Linked DNA regions of Sus scrofa: all the other regions are linked to region 1. The links are chromatin contacts, called in public Hi-C and HiChIP or PLAC-seq maps. All regions are on one chromosome and are shown on one strand. The core of a region is the stretch at or near the end of the contact, and the rest is flanking DNA. Distances in the headings are between cores, read along the strand shown. Region 1 holds the start of SLC38A9 (sodium-coupled neutral amino acid transporter 9). Region 2 holds the start of SETD9 (SET domain-containing protein 9). Region 3 holds the start of GPBP1 (vasculin).

Region 1 (3,422 bases), core at 205-2,704:
CTCCCTCTGGTACCAGCAACCTACACCAGGGATATTTGCTGCTGTCTTCAAGGTCTCTGCCAAGCTTGAGATGATCATAGAACTCTCTTGCCAAAATTCGGCAGTTTTTTCTTAAGTGTTGTTACTTTTTTTTTAATTAATTAGTTTCCGGAGTACCAAAAAAGTTGATTCTGATGGTTTCGCCAGCTTATTTGTTGCTTTTATGGAGGGATAGTTTTCAAGTTCCTTATTCAGCCATTCTTGCTGATACGATTCCATACCACTAACTTTTGCGTTTCTCAGCCTTGCCTAAAAATATTTGCTCAGCCTGAAAAGCAGAGAAATAAAAAAAATTTTGTTGTCACTGGAGCTATCAAAAGAATGTACTGTTGATTTGAAAACAGGCTAAAGAGCAGTTGCAAAATTTTTTAATAAGGACACCATTAGCAAAGTAACATTTATCTGCTTTAAAGGCAATATTCTTCGCATCATAGGCCTTGCCAAACCCTCAATAACAGAGGCAGTGTTTAAGAGCACAAGTTTGGAGTAAGACCTCAATTTGAATTCCAGATCATCTGCCACTTGATAGTTGTTCAGCCTTGGGTAACTCATTTAAATGCTCTAGGACTGTTTCCTGAAAACTGTAAAATAGAGACAATATACACTTCTAGAATGATGGTAAAGACTTAAAGAGATATTGTAAGTAAAATGCTTGGCACTCAATATTAGCCATTTTTAAAATTTGGGCTCTTTAATTTTAGATTCTTAACACATGACAGTGCATTGTTCGATTTTTCCTGATTGTTAAAAAAAAAAAAGCCATCGTCTTCCTTTGTAAGACCTTAGGTATTGCCATATGTTTTTCAGAAGACTTACCTTGAGCAGACTTTTTATAACAAGCACGCTAATTTTATTCATACTGTATTTTTACTTGGGGTGGCTTTGGGAGAAATTATTAGGGATGGGGAGAGGGTGCTAAAATCCTCCAATAAGTCCCTCTTTTAGCTTAGTGACTAATATGCCAACACGTCAAAAATAAAAAAACGTAAGCGTCTAGACAAGGGAGGGAAAGTGCCAACCCAACAATTTTTTTTTCAAGCCAGCCTTCCTTGGTGTCCGCAGGGTTCAAGCATGTGACGAAAGAACAGAGCACAGAAAAGCCTGAGAAGAGAGATAATAAGAGGTCAACCCTAGACAGAAATGTCACGTCAGCCCTTTCTTATGGGGCCTCTGGGGCTGTAAGAACTGCAGGCTGTGCACCCTCCCAGACGTCTGAAGTGCCTTGGGCCAGCAACCTCCTCTGGTGCAAACATGAGATTGCAGATCAGTCATGGTTTGCCCGCCTAGGCAGCCCCGCCTCCCGAAGCCGGAGGGCTGGGCTCTGAGGCGGGAGGCGTGTTAGCTGTCGTAGAGCCTCCTGGGAGTTGTAGTCCCTGGCGGCGGGAGGTTTGATTGCGGCGGCTGGATTAGAACTCCATCCCCCGCCGGCCCCCGCGATTTAGGCCGTTGTCTTTTCCTGTTCAGGGAACGGGAAGCCTGGCTGCCTCAAGTTAGACGAGTGGGTAAGGGGTGTCAGCCTTCTTACCGCTTTCTGTGAGATTAATGGCTTGGCCTGCACAGGTAGAGCACCTTTCGGGTCTTGCCAACTCACCTTGCGGGAGGGAGCGGAGGGAACAGAGGGGAAGCAGCGGGAACAGCTGAGCTTGCGGCGGAGCCGGCTGTCACCTGGGGAAGTTCTTTGGTGAAACGCGTCGGTACAGTGGCCGGTTGCGGGAGCTGTGAGGCCAAAGCCCGGGCCGGAGGAGATGGTTCCGGAGGGGCGGCGCAAGCTCCTACAGGGCTCGGGTGCGACCAAGTCAGGGCCTCGGTCGGGGGCTGAGAGAACTGGAGGTACTGTGGGAATCGGAGTCTGCTGGAGCCTTTGGGAAAAGACAGGGTTACAGGAGGTGAACACCCGGATGAGAGAAGGAGGGAGGAGGAGAATTGGGAGGAGTGGGGAGACCCTTCTCTGTCCCGAGTAGGAGAGGGCCGGAAAAGGGAATGCAGGGAAAAGCCCTTGGTGCCTTGAGCTAGGACTACAGATGGTGAGGGCCAAGTAAGTCTTTGTCATGCTTTTCTTTGGCTCGATTGTGAGAGCCAGTGCCCTCGTAGCTGCTGGCTTGACATCTTCCTGTCTTAGAAGAACAGAGCTGAAAGGGGCCTTTGAGAGCAGCTAGTCTAGTGCATTCTCTCACTTTCCAGGTGAGGAAACTGAGGTCCACCGAGTTGAAGAACCTGGCTTGCTCACCAGCAGACAACCAGTTAATGGCCAACTTGACTAAAACCTAATTTTCATGATTCTCAAGCAATGCCATAATCTATTGCTCAGATCAGTAGATTAGCAAACTCTAACCTGTTCCCCTTCCTGTTATCTTTTACTGCTGTCCTATGCAGGATAACAGGCAGCCCCTCAAGGGAAAGGTTTTTAACTTTTGTTAAAAACTCTTGTCTTAACTTGAACAAAAATCTGCTTGCCTCACAAACTACAAGCTTCATATTAAGATGAAAGGCTGGTAGCATACTAAGATGTCACTTATAGTTCATTTGCCTGGAAGCAAATAAAATTCATCTTCCGTTTCCCATTTGCCCGCTGAAGCTGTGAGAACAGTTACCTTAGATTTCTTCTCTCAATTTTAAATGCTGCATATCTATTACATACGTAAAAACAATATGCTGTTTATTGTGATTTTTGTAATACCTTGAATATTTACAATAAGAAGTAAATAGCTTAGAAGAATGGGAATACCCAAATTACAAATTAAAACAGTAATTTACAGAGTTTTTTTTAAAAAGGCAATAGGAGCATAAATTTTAAAAAAAATCATTTAGAGGCTAAAAATTTCTACCAGGCATGCATTTTATAGCACACAAATTTCAGTCCTTTGCCAGTATTCTTTCTTACTGCCTAAAACATAACTTGAGAGCATTTAGTGTTCCTAATGTGGGAGGAGAGCTCCGTTAGTGCCATTGCATTGTTTTTTTGACTGGTGATTTCTCTATTAAACTACATTGTCCTCCAGCACTGTCAAATTTAACACCTTTTGAAGGATGTATTGATCAGATTGGGAGGATGTTCTAACTGTAGCATCAGAATATCAGCATTGTAGCTCCTGTTAACCATGGAGCAATTCATAAGAAAGAGGTTTAGATAAATTTGTTACTGGACTTTATAGAAGTTATAGATTTATATAGAAGAACATACAGAACATACATAACTGCTTTCACCAGGTTGCAGGTTGCCTTTGTAATGATGATGGTTCCATTTGCTTTAATACTAGCATACTACAGAGGTGGGTAAACTATGACCAAATCTGACCTACTGCCAAATGTATTTAACTCTTTGTGTAGTTTTACTGGAACACAACCATGTTCACTCATTTAGGTATTGTTTTTTGTGCTGCAAG
Region 2 (3,360 bases), core at 387-2,886, 1.1 Mb before region 1:
CAAGCCCTTTTCAGGACCCCAGGCCCCTCTGCCTCATCCACCTCTGGCCCTGCCTTCCTCGGACCCCGCCCACTCAGGTCCCTCCCGCCTCAGGGCCTCTGGACCGTCTTAGGCTCCGCCTGCTTGAGGCTCCGCCCACCTCGGGCCCTCTCTTTTAAGTTTCAGCGGCCACAATGGCGTCCCTGGGCAGAAGAAAAAGGCTTCTGGTCCGGCCGCCCAGCCTTCTCACCTCGGGTTGTGGCTTAAGTTTAGCGCGATCCAGGGTACGAATCGATACTTATAACGGCGCCATCGCTGCTGGAGGTCCCGCAACAGGCGGCCCGGCATGGTTGTCCCGTGGCGGCGTGATGGGGACTGCAGGGGAGTGAGTCGCGGTCTCGGGCCCTCCCCGCTCCGAGGAGGAGCGGAGGCCGCCCCGTCCCGCCCCTTCCCGGTCTCCGCCCTCAGTCCCAGGCTCGGTGGCCCGGGTACCTCTGGCTCCTGTCGCCTGTGTCTCGGTGCCTCCGCGTTACTGACCCAGCTTGCTGAAACAGGTGCGTAGAGCCGTGGGAGAGCCCCTTGTTCCCTTTTAATTTCTCCATTCGTTCGTGTGTATTTACAGTCACGCGCACTTTTAGAAGTTTAGACAACGCTTATTTCCAGTGGAGATAAACTGCCAGAATAACTCAACCATCTTCACATCAGCAGGTGTTTATTGGGACATAAATGTGTTGATGCGTTTTCCTCAGGCTGGAAATCTGCTTTCCTGTTTTTTAAGAGTGAGCGTAGATCCTAGCCTAAAGTCTAAATTGAACAAGTCAGATCTAGTGACTATTTAGGCAAGTTCAAGTAGCCTTAGGACTAATCTATTTCAAAAAGTAATAAAAAGAGAAAATATATCTCCGAGTTTCACTCTAGATAGAGGCAAGTTTGCAAACTCTAGAGGCTCTGCAGTCAGGTGCCGTGTTTGCTAGATTGGCATCCTCCAGATTTACCTGATTTGCTAAATGGGAGCAATTCACCTCCTGGGTGTGAACGAATGGCATTCATAGAGTAACATTAAGATCTCCAAACTTATAAGGAATCAAAAATAAGCATTTGACTCCTTACCTGTAGTATTATGCTTATCTTCAAAAATAAAAAAGCAGTTTTGTGTGTATTTCCAGTGCTTTTTTTTTTAATCTTTAATTTTTATCATATGGTTTAATCATCTATAATGTATATCCAATATAAAGGACCAGTCTGCCCAGATCTTACTTATTTGCTTATTTATTTACCTTTTGAGGTATAATTGACATATAACATATTAGCTTCAAGTGTGTAACATAATGTCATATTTGTATATATTGCAAAATAATCACAAGTCTAGTTAGTGTCTGTCACCGTACCTAGAGTATTTTTTTCTTGTCATGAGAAGTTTTAAGATGTACTCTCAATGACTTTCAAACGTGCAATAGAGTATTATTAACTGAAGTCACCATGCTGTACATTACATTCCCATGACTATTTTATAAAAGAAATTTGTACCTTTTGACTTTCACCCCTTTCATCCTCCCCCAACCATTAATCTCTTCTTTGTTTCTGTGAGTTTTCTTTCTTTTTTTGTTCTACTTCTGTTTTTTTTCCTTTGATTCCACATCTAAGTGAGATAATGCGCTATTTGTTTGCCTCTGATTTATTTCACTTAATAATGCCTTCAGGGTCCATCCTTGTTGCAAACAACAAGATTTCATTTTTAATGGCTGTGTGTGTGTACACGGGTACCACATCTTTATATATTCACCTGTTGGTGGTCACTTGAGTTGTTTCCATGTCTTGACTATTGTAAGTAATGCTGTAAGGAACATGAGGGTGCAGATGTCTTTTTGAGATTGATTTGGTTTCCTTTGGATACATACCCAGAATTGGAATTGCTGGGCCACATTGTAGTTCTATTTTTAATTTTTGAGGAATCTCCATACTATTTTCCATAATGATTTCACCAATTTACATTCCCACCAACAGTGCACAAAGGTTCCCTTTTCTCCACATCGTCCCTATCACTTGTTATTTATTGACTTTTTGATAATAGGCTTTATGACAGGTGTGAGATGATATCTCATTGCGGTTTTAATTTGTATTTCCATGATGATTAGTAATATTGAACATCTTTGCATGCACCTGTTGGCTGTTTGGATGTCTTCACTGGAAAATGTCTATTCAGATCTGTTCTTTTTAAAAATTGAATTTTTTTTTTTTTTTTTTTTTTTTTGCTTTTTAGGGCCACATCCATAGCATATGGAGGTTCTCAGGCTAGGGGTCCAATGGGAGCTATAGCTGCTACCCATGCCACAGCCACAGTCACGTGGGATCCCAGCCACATCTGCGACCTGCACCACAGGTCACAGGAACACTGGATCCTTAACCCACTGAATGAGCCCAGGGATCAAACCCGCATCCTCATAGATACTAGTCAGATTTGTTTCTGCTTTGCCACAATGCAATTTTTTTTTTTTTTTTGCTATTGATTTGTGTAGGTTCTTTATGTATTTTGGACATTAATCCCTTATCAGATTTATAATTTGCTTATCTTTTCTCCCATTCAGTAATTGCCTTTTCATTTTGTTGATGGTTTCCTTTGCAGTGCAGAAGCTCTTTAGTTTGATGTCAGCTAATTTATTTTTGCTTTTGTTGGCTTTTCTTTTGGTGTCAGGTCTGAAAATTCAAAGGCAAGAATGATGTTAAGGAGCTTAACTGCCTGTGTTTTCTTCTAGGAGTTTTATGGTTTCAGGTCATACATTAAAGTCTTTAATCCATTTTGAGATAATTTTTGTGTATGCTGAAAGATAGTGGTCCAATTTCATTCTTTTGCATGTGGCAGTACAATCTTCCCTACGTCACTTATTGAAGAGACTGTGCCTTCCCCATTGTGTATTCTTCTCTCCTTTGTTGTAAATTTATTGGCCATATGTGCATGGGTTTATTTCTGGGCTCTCTGTTCTGTTCCATTGATCTGTGTGTCTGTTTTTAAGCCAATGCCATTTTGTTTTGATTACTGTAGCTTTGTAATATAGTTTGATATCAGGGATAATTTGTCTCCTGCTTTGCTATTCTTTCTCAATATTGCTTTGGCTATTTGGGATCTTTTGAGGTTCCATACACATTTTATGATTGCTTGTTCTATTTCTGTGAAAAATGCCCTTGGGATTCTGATAGGGATTGCACTGAATCTGTAGATTGCTTTAGGTGATATGGACAATTTAACAATATGAATTCTTTGAATCCATGAGCATGAAATAGCTTTCAGTTTATTTGTGTCTAATTTATTTCATTAATATATCTTATAGTTTTCAGCATACTTAGAGTTTTAAGTCTTTCTCCTCCTTGGTTAAATTTACTCTG
Region 3 (3,340 bases), core at 556-3,055, 1.4 Mb before region 1:
TGTCTCTTTTTAAGTAGCTTGTAGAATTATTCACTACTATCAATTCACTTCAGAGATGATTCTTGCCAATTTTAATAAACTTCTGGGGCAAAATTATCCAAAAACATTGTAATTCCAAAATGGCCACTTGAAATATCCGGGGCCTTTTACACAAAAACCTAGAAGATGATCTTCATATCTGAGTAATTCAACCACCTGTAAAAGTTATAAAAAACAATTTAAATTACACACTGAGTTTTAAATCTGAGCTAAAAATTAAACCCCATCCTAAACAGTCAACCTCTGGAAAGAAATGCACTTGTACACCAAGCAAGCACCCAAAAAGTCTACTGTACGAAAAGGACTTCAGAATATGGGGGGGCGGGGAGGTGGGAAACGATATTATGGAGGGTAAGAGCTGATTTCAACCCGGAAGGGAATGCGGATACAATATAGGGAGATTATATAAGCGAATCTTCTTATACTTGAGTAAATATTATAAACTGAAACGGGCACACAATCTTATAAAAGACTCTCTGTATTTCTATTAAATCTACCAAAGGAAAACGAATAGAAAGGTGCAAAGCTACCGAGCATTAAGAAATGCAACTTAGCAAATGAGGGATATAAAGAGAAAGACGCTCCCTCCAAATCAGAATGTCTAAAAGAGGAGGCACATTTTCCCCACTCTAAGTAGAAAGGTAAGTGGCTGAGAAGTGGGGAAAGAACATTCCTTAAATTCGCCCGGGGGAGAGACTTACCCAGGCTTCTAAGGGCAGCAGCGAGATCTGAGGGTTCCCATTCCCTTGAATTAAGAAAACAGGTTTCTCCCAACACTGAAGAGGTGAAGGTACCGAGCCCTTCTCGTAAGCCACATTGAGAGGTTCTCCCCACGAACAGACTAGGTCCCCTCAGACCCCACAGGACTCCGAGGGGCAAGGGAGCGCTCGACTCGGTCCACAGCTAGTGCCACGGACCCGGAGAGGCGGGCAGAGCGGGCGCGCCGAGAAAACACCGAAGGCCACAACTCGGCCTCGACTCCCTCAGCCCTCCGAGAGCGGCAGCGGTGCAAAAGCAGGCGGGCGCATGCGAGAGGCCGGAGGAAGACCGAGCGAGGAAGGCGTCGGACCGGTTCCCAGCCTCCGCCAAACAACACCCCCCCCCCTTGAGCAGCCAAGGCTAAGCCACCCACCCCCTCCCCACAACCGCCACCTCCGCTCCACCCGGGCCGAGTCAATACCTAGAGGGGCCTCCCAGCACCGTCCTTCCCTCTCTCTCCTTGCTCTCCCGCCACCCCCCGCCCCCGCCCGTGGGCAGCCTCACACCTCGCGCCGCCAACGCCGCTCCCGACCCCTCAAACCTCAACGCCGACACAGACACCCCCTCCTCCCCAGACCCCGGCGCGGACCACAGAAGACGGTGTTACCTTCTGCCACACCAGAGGTGCCCCTGGCCTGGGGGTGCCGCTGCGCTCGATCCCGGGAGGAGGTTTTCGGTACTTTGAATAATCCCCTTTTGCCGCTTTTCCCTCCCCCACAACCAGTCTCAGTCCCAAAATGGCGCCGACCCGATCCGCAATGTTCTGGGCCAAGTCTCGCGAGATCGTGGAAGGTGGCGAGGCGGGGAAGGAACCGGAGGGGCTGAGGAGAAGGGAGGGGAAAGGCGGGGCGAGGAGAAGGAGGAGGGAAATAGGGTATGGAAGAAGCGGTGCTAACGAACCTACTGGGCGGGGCAGCAGGAGGAGCGCCTCTACCAGAGAACCTTCTGGCCCAAGCAACCGCTCACGCCCCGGCCAAAGAAGCTCCGCCCTCTACGTCGAGCGGCTGAGGGAGGGTGCAGAGGGCGTGGTTATGGCTAGGGGCGGGGCTTCACGGAGGTCCCGGAGGCAGGGGCGCGCGGGGGGCGGTGGCTCCGCACGGTGACGTCAGGAGCAGCTGGAGTCGGGGATTACCCCCTGCTGCTGACGTGAAGACTATGAACAATCGGGAACGTTCGGTGGAAGGGGGAATTCCCCGTTGCTCCCAAAGGAGCCCCTCCTTCCGCCCTTCCCCCGGTCCTGGGCGTCCCGGGAGCTTAAGACCTTGGGCCGCCGGGAAGGCGAAAGGGAAAGGCTGCTTCGGGAGGCGGCTGCACGGGCTCGAGTAGAGCGCGCCGCGGCGTTCTTCCGGGCTCCACGCTCGGAGGAGCGGCTGAGCGAGACGCGTCGGGTACCGAGCTGGGGCCTGGCGGATGGGGAGATCACATGCTCGCTTGTACACAGCCCTGCGCAGGCGGGCACCGGCTGGGTTGGCGCTGGTCTGTTCCGGCGCCCTCAAGCAGCCGATCCACTATCGAATGCAAATACGAGAGTGTGTCGGACATAATATATATGCGGGAGGTCGGTGACGAGACTCTCTCGTTGGGGCTAAGCCCAGATTCTCAAAGGATTAAAAATGGCTACGGGATGTAATCATGCTAACGTATGTTTTTCTATTAAATCTGCAATAGGGGAGAATTATTTTAGCAAGGTCTCGGTCCCATACAGCTTACACGATTTTGTGCTATGAAGTTTGTGGGCGTCAACGTTTTATGATTGCGATACCTTTTCGCCTTGTAACTGAAAGCTCATTTTGAAACCTGTGAAATTAGCCTTCCAAGAGGAAGTTTAGGAGTATGTGGGGGGAGGGTGTCTTGAGGGAAAATCCAGAAAATAAAAAATGCTTGGCTCTTCGCCCTCTTCCAAACCACAAAGGCTTCATACACGGAAACTTTATGATTCTTTTATATTCATTATGGGGTTTGTAGTTCAATGGACTGCCTCTAAAAGCTCCCTGAAAGAATGTGTGAATACAAACTCACCAAAAATTACACTTCTCAATCTTTTCGTCTTTGCGAAGGACATGGACCCTTGGCAATCAATAATATCTCGCTGTGTGCAAAGAAATGAGAACACTTGCTGGATGCCTTGTCTGTGCCAAGCACTTTCTTATATCAGTCTCTGAAGTGAGTGTTATTTTCCCCATTTTGCAGATGAGGAATCTGGTTCAGGTTACACAACATAGAAGTGGGAGCCACAACTAGGCTGTGCCAGACTTGAACTTCAGTCCGTTTGGGTCTTAATTTACGTTCTTTCCACCGTTCCACATTGCTTCCGTTGAAGTGACATGTATTGGGACAAGACCTGCTTCTGCTCCTGTTTCTAAGCATGATGTCAATTCAAAAAACTAAAGAAAATACTGATCACTTGAAAACAAATTTTTGCCTTCCTTATGGCAAAAGACAAAGTTGAAAATCAAATAGTGATATAGGGAAGCAATTGTAACATATATGACAGAAAAGTTAATATTTAATTATCTATCTCTGGCTGCTCTCAATATCTAAC

The links. Hi-C and Micro-C count contacts between places; a contact is called where the count stands out from the background. HiChIP or PLAC-seq counts read pairs in DNA pulled down with a chosen protein or histone mark.
Region 2: a Hi-C map of skeletal muscle shows a contact between it and region 1, with 8 times the contacts expected there. The contact joins the promoter of SETD9 here to the promoter of SLC38A9 in region 1. A contact is called at or near these places in 1 of 47 Hi-C or Micro-C datasets (skeletal muscle) and 1 of 2 datasets of contacts at active chromatin or transcription factors (skeletal muscle).
Region 3: an H3K27ac HiChIP or PLAC-seq map of alveolar macrophages shows a contact between it and region 1. The contact joins the promoter of GPBP1 here to the promoter of SLC38A9 in region 1. A contact is called at or near these places in 1 of 47 Hi-C or Micro-C datasets (heart right ventricle) and 1 of 2 datasets of contacts at active chromatin or transcription factors (alveolar macrophages).

Annotation. Positions count from the first base shown.
Region 1 is chr16:34,856,820-34,860,241 of Sscrofa11.1, reverse strand. It overlaps SLC38A9 (sodium-coupled neutral amino acid transporter 9), which reads left to right and starts at 1,454. Exons shown (of 16, transcript XR_002339779.1): 1 at 1,454-1,599. LOC102165748 (a long non-coding RNA gene) reads right to left here and starts at 1,766. Exons shown (of 3, transcript XR_308406.3): 1 at 1,631-1,766.
Region 2 is chr16:35,977,236-35,980,595 of Sscrofa11.1, reverse strand. It overlaps SETD9 (SET domain-containing protein 9), which reads right to left and starts at 1,636. Exons shown (of 6, transcript XM_003133974.4): 1 at 230-1,636. The coding sequence starts at 327.
Region 3 is chr16:36,215,700-36,219,039 of Sscrofa11.1, reverse strand. GPBP1 (vasculin) reads right to left here and starts at 1,805. Exons shown (of 13, transcript XM_005672465.3): 1 at 1,406-1,805; 2 at 1-195.